2 separate regions of the Mus musculus genome follow, and region 2 is linked to region 1. A link is a contact called in public HiChIP or PLAC-seq data. All regions are on one chromosome and are shown on one strand. Each heading gives the region's core, a stretch centred on a gene start, on an enhancer-like site or on the middle of the called end of the contact. The rest is flanking DNA. Distances are from core to core; before and after follow the strand shown. Region 1 overlaps Gm10804 (predicted gene 10804). Region 2 overlaps Mir670hg (a long non-coding RNA gene).

Region 1 (2,787 bases), core at 169-2,668:
CTTTATATTACCATTTTTTCCTTTTAATTTCTTCTTCTCACATATATTACATCCTGACCACAGTTTCCCCTTCGTCCCCTCCCCCTAGTCTCTTCTCCTTTCACCTTTGCTCAGAAAAGAGCACACCACTCCAGAGCATCAACCAGACATGCACAACAAGCTACAGTAAGTAAGACAGGCACATATTCTCACATCGAGGCTGGGCAAGGCCACCCAGTAGGAGGAAATGAGCCCCAAAGGCAGGCAGAAGAGCCAGAGAGAGCCCCTGTTCCCACTCTTAGGACAAGACCTAGCTCAGACCCCTGCAGGTTCCCTGATCTCTTTGAGCCCCGTGAGTCCTGGTCAGTTGATTCTGTGGGCCCTTTTGTGTGATGTCCTTGATCCCTGCGGCTACTCCAGCCCTTCTTCCCCCTCTTCTGCAGGACCCCCGAGCTCCGCCTAGCGTTTGGCTGTGGGACAGTGCACCTGTTCCCATCAGTTGCTTCATGAAGTCTCCCTGGTCTCTCTGGGGACGATGATGCCAGATTTAATAACGGGATGCTACACTCTACATTTCATGAAGCATATTCATTATTTGGTGATCTCTGCACCTGGGTCACTAGTCCATCAATGTCTTCATTCACAGTTTCCTGTCAAAACTGCTTTTTTTTTTCCTTCGCAGGCATCAGCTGGACCCCAAGGTGGGGTCTAGGCACTCCAAACCTTCATGAACCTACACCTTAGTAGCTGTGAGTTTATTTATTCTTTTTGTTTGCTTATTTGTTTGTCTTGAAACCGGCTCTCTCTATTGTGTCTCTCCGGCTGTCCTGGAACTCACTATGTTAAGCAGACTGGCCTCACAGAAATCCACCTACGTCTAGCTTCTAAATGTTATTCTATTTCTTTTAAAACGTATTTATCCATTTATTTATTTTGAGACAGACCTCACTACATGGACAGAGTGCTGGGATTAAAGATGCGTGTCACCATGCCTGAACAAGATCTGTTTCTATGATTCTTATTTAATGTATGCGCGTGTGTATGAATACCGTTGAGTGTGTGGGCTCCCAAGGAAGCCAGAAGAGGGTGTCTGATCCCTTCAACTTCAGTTTTAGACTGTTGTGAGCTGTTAGCGTGGGTGGGTGCTGGGAATTGAACCGGGGTCTTCTGCGTGAGCAGTACAAGGTTTGAACCCAGTAGAGCACGCTGGAAGCCACTACCCACGGCCCTCACGTTCCCTGTGAGGGCTGCTGGGGTAGCAAAGCTGACACAGAGGAGCCCCGTGCTGTGTGGCTTTTTGTGGGCACATGTGAGCAAACATCTGTTCACCTCAGCGCAGGCACACACAATACCAAACCAAAGAAACAGATCCAGCCAGGAGTTACTCCAGAGAGCACGAGTGACTCTCAGGCAGCTGTAGCAGCAACAGAAGCCCTTCCCAGAAGGGGCGGAGTCTCAGGAAGGCTGCCTCCTGGAGCTCCTAACACACAGGCAACTCTACTGGAGTCTCTTCTTCCTGGCAAAGATACTTTATAACTGCAGGGAGGAAGGGGTCTTGGGAATCCTGCACCCCGCGGAGCATCAGGAGCCTAGATCGCCTCCCTAGCAGTCTGAATCTTCCCAGCCTCCTTCCTCCCCGCGGGAGGGGAAGTTTCGGTTCAGAGGAAGCAGCTGCACGAAGCTCCCTTAAACAATTTCACGTCCACTCCCCGTCCACCCAGAGGTGGATGAGAAGGTGTAGGAGAGGGAGAAGCAGGAAAGACAGCCCCTGCTCCCCCCAAACACCTGAGCTGGGGGTGGGGTACGCACAGCAGGAGAGCTTTCCCCAAGCCAAACCCAGGGTCAAACAAAATACCCTCAGCCTCCAGCTGGTACTCGCTAATCCCCATGCTCCAGAGAAGGCAGGCCAGCCTGGTCTACATCTGTGGTGTCGGTAGCCCCAAAGCCTATGGTGGGGCCACATAGACGTTTCCTCCCTGAGACTTGAGTTGGGAAAGTTTTGAGTCTGTTGCCAGCATTTAAAAACTGGGAGATTTCACATTAATATTCAACTGTTATGTTTTCTGCGGTGGGAAAAAAGAAAAAGGAAAAGAAAGAAAAAAGGACTCTCTTGATGTGAGCTGGGACTGGGTAACAGCTGCAACCTCTTGGTAGACCCAGGCTGCTGCTGGACAGACAGCCCTGGGCCACAGCCAGACAGAGGGGGCTGCAGTTGGCCCACTCCAGTTGCAACATCCAGGGTCCAGATGGCCATAGCTTCTGAGCCTCTGACACTCACTTCACCCATGTCTCTCCTTTCTGTCACCTGCAGGGTTCCTATGGGACATGAGTTCCTAGAGGAATCCATAGATACTGGTTACCCTTCATACTGTGTCATGCAGTGTTCTGGTGTGGGATGGCTCTCACCCAGGCTGCTTTCTTACCATGTTACCTCTGCACTGGCCCCTCTGTGCTGGTTTCCTCCCCAGTGCTGGTTTCCTCACCCCTGAGCTCTTGCCAGTTACAGGAAATATGAGGGAAACAGCTCCTTGCTCTAAAACGAGGTCATCTACCTCCCCCTAGTGTCCACAGTTGTCAGTGCAGCGAATCTTCTGGCCTGTATCTCTATCATCAGGTGTGTGTGTGTGTGTGTGTGTGTGTGTCTTTTGTGAGAGACAGACAGGGAGACATACAGGGATAAAGACAGAGTTTGTGTTTCTGTGTGTGTTGTCACCTCCTTCAACTAGTTAAGGTCTCATGTTAACTCCCTATGGCTGGGAACCAGAAGAAAGAATTTGGACCCCACCTAAGGCTCCAACTGCAGACATT
Region 2 (2,787 bases), core at 109-2,608, 780 kb after region 1:
AGACAATTGTGGGGGGTTTAGCTTGTGATGGACAGTGATCTATCTCCCAGAACTCAGGAGGCAGAGTCAGTACTATCACGAACTAATGAGGCTTTAGTGGATCAAAATTAGCAGAACACTCTACCCATAAGTCATCATTGCCATTGTCTGTTGATCTAGTAGCTTAAGTCTGATAGGCCAATAATAGGGAATGTGGCTTGTGCTTCTGTAGTTCTCATCCCATAGATCTATGCTGTGAAACACAGAGGAAGCACTGGCTAACATACCTGACTCATGTTTGCACTTCTTGGCAAGTATCTATTGATTTTTTAAAGGTATCTATTGATTAATGAATTCATTTTGAATTATGTTGTTAAGAAGGGAGACTCGGCTTACATATAAAAACCCCTAGTATCTCATTGATAGTACTTGGTAATAATTCTATGTTATTCCTAAATATGGAAAAAAAGGAGGGACTACATTTATGTTTTGTCTGAGTATTGAGGAGAGAACCCAGGGTCTCACACATACTACACAAGTTCTTCACCACTGAGCTGTAGGCTCAGCTTTTTTTTTATTTTATTCTGAGATATGTCTTACTAAGTCACCTGGGCTGGCCCTAAACTCATTCTGTTGCCCAGGTAGGTCTTGAAATGACAATCTTTGTGCCTCAGTTTCCCATGTAGTTGGGCTTATAGGAATGTGCCAGTAAGGCCTGTCTGATTTTTTTAAGAGAGAGAGAGAGAGAGAGAGAGAGAGAGAGAGAGAGAGAGAGAGAGATTCAATGACATTCCCAACTTCTGATGTAACCAATCTTCAGCATCAGCTTTGCTTCCCAGAGTGGTGTGGAGCCCCACTAAAATTCCTCGCTGTTCTGGGGTTCCCTGCAAGGGCTCAAGTCAAGAGGGACTGAACAGGGGACAAACCTTGCTGTCTCCTAAGGTGGGTTTTCATCAGCACTGGATTTCTGAGGTCATTACAAAGGACCCCAGACACTGTCACTTACCTCATCATCTGGTGGCTTGTGGTCTTGTGACCCATGAAGAAAAAAAGCCTTGGGTCTCCAGAGGAAACATCTACAGTGAAGCCATCACAATGTGGTAGAATGAAATGCACATTTAATTGGAGGACAAAAAAACTAGGGGATTCCATTCTGTATTGAAGGGCAATCCAATTCAGAACATCTTTCTCCCTCTCTTCCTCCCTGCCCCCATATTCTTAATCAGTCCCAACAGTCACAAGTAAAGCTTCACTAGGTCTGACTGGGATTAAGGGATTTCTGGTCTTTCCATCTGGTTTCAATGACATCACACTCAGCTGTATTTTGGGTCTCTTCCCTGAGCATGGTGGCTCCAGCAGAGCACGCTCTGACTTCCTTTTTAGAAAAGGGAACTTTTTCTCCGGTTTTCCTGATCAAGGGACTGAGTGTTAACTGAGTCTGGTGTGAAGAGGAGACAGAGGAAAAGGAAGTAAATGGTAGCCATCTGGATATGATTCAAGGGGAGCCTGCCAGAGACAAAGCCATGCCCCATGGGAGAGACACCTCAGAGAGAGCTGAGTGGGTGATTAATGGAGAAGAGGTGGTGGTGTCAGGAGGGGATTGTTATGGCGAGGGTTAATAGAAAGATGAAGGTGAGCAGCAACATTGCAGAAAGCACGAGGCAAAGGATGACATGCGTCCTGGGTGTCTGAGAACTGCTCTGAAAACTCATCTGGTCTCCTCTTGGTCTTTGGTGCTCCTACAACAAGCGAGAGCAAAAGGACATGATGTCAGCAATCCACATTCCATTGCCCACAATCCCCTGCAGCATTCGGCTCTAGGCTAGCCCCTCCCACTCCATTCCTGGCATTGGTTAGACTTTCCTAGAAATGAGAGGAGTCCAATGGGGAAGAATATTCTTGGCTACAGTTGGGCAAAAGGATGGGCATCTTCACCAGCAGGTAGCCAAATATGTCTTTACTCCCACCTGGCAATATCTGGAACTATTCATAAAGAAGCCCCATTTCTAGCAAAGTGGAGTTTGTGGTATTAACAATTCAAACTGAAAAGCAGCTGTTCCACCAGCAGCTAAAGGCTGGGGGGCAGGGTTTACATTATGGGCAAATATTTTTAGCTTACCCACTCTGTCTGGGTCAGTGATACCCAACCAATCACAGAGAAGGCACCACTAAAAAGCTGTCTTGCTAGCTCTATACTCTCAGTAGGCATCATTATGAACCTATTATGACATCATGGCCAGCAGGGAAAGGGACAGCTAACGAGAGGTCTTGAGCTGGAAGAAGGAGAGCTAGGTGTGATTTGGAGGCATAGTCTCAGTGTATAGTTGAGACACACAGCAAGTGAAACTAGAGACCAGCATCTGGCCCAAAGCAGGAGTGAGAGAGAGCCCTGTTACTTATCCATATCTCAAATCCCTGGGAAGAATCAGTGTAGACATGCTCTGAGGTTCTCCTGGGTAGGTTGGAAATATTTACATCTTCACCCTCATATGGCCAGGAGCACTGAAGTAATAATTGGCCCAAAACAGTTCCAAGGCCCTAGATAGCTCCTAAAGTTGGACTGGTAAGAGATTATCCCTAAGACAAGTGCCTAGTGTGCTTTCTAGTTCAAATGCTAATGACAGGTAAACGATAAAGCAATCTAACATGAGAAAAGAAAAACTCAGGAAAGGCTCTGCATGTGCAGCAGGAAGGTCACACACATGCAAACACATGCATGCATGCACCATTCTTTCTAAAAAAAAAAAAAAAAAAAAAAAAAGCCAAACTTTGAACTCAGTCCCAACCAATACCAACCAGAAAGTTGGG

What was found. HiChIP or PLAC-seq counts read pairs in DNA pulled down with a chosen protein or histone mark.
Region 2: an H3K4me3 HiChIP or PLAC-seq map of bone marrow-derived macrophages shows a contact between it and region 1, with 5 times the contacts expected there. The contact joins two enhancer-like sites. A contact is called at or near these places in 2 of 115 datasets of contacts at active chromatin or transcription factors (bone marrow-derived macrophages and pancreatic cancer cells).

The regions. Positions count from the first base shown.
Region 1 is chr2:93,468,898-93,471,684 of GRCm38.p6, forward strand. It overlaps Gm10804 (predicted gene 10804), which reads left to right. Exons shown (of 5, transcript NR_040532.1): 5 at 1-977. Among named protein-coding and RNA genes, the nearest start is that of Cd82, 7.8 kb to the left of the region's middle. Within about 2 kb of position 1,419, at least 120 of the 459 cell types and tissues checked have an H3K27ac peak or open chromatin away from gene starts, as enhancers often do. A contact at or near this core is called in bone marrow-derived macrophages, where this site is marked.
Region 2 is chr2:94,250,798-94,253,584 of GRCm38.p6, forward strand. It overlaps Mir670hg (a long non-coding RNA gene), which reads right to left. Exons shown (of 8, transcript XR_003953878.1): 2 at 1-1,718. Among named protein-coding and RNA genes, the nearest start is that of Mir670, 9.2 kb to the right of the region's middle. Within about 2 kb of position 1,359, at least 4 of the 459 cell types and tissues checked have an H3K27ac peak or open chromatin away from gene starts, as enhancers often do. A contact at or near this core is called in bone marrow-derived macrophages, where this site is marked.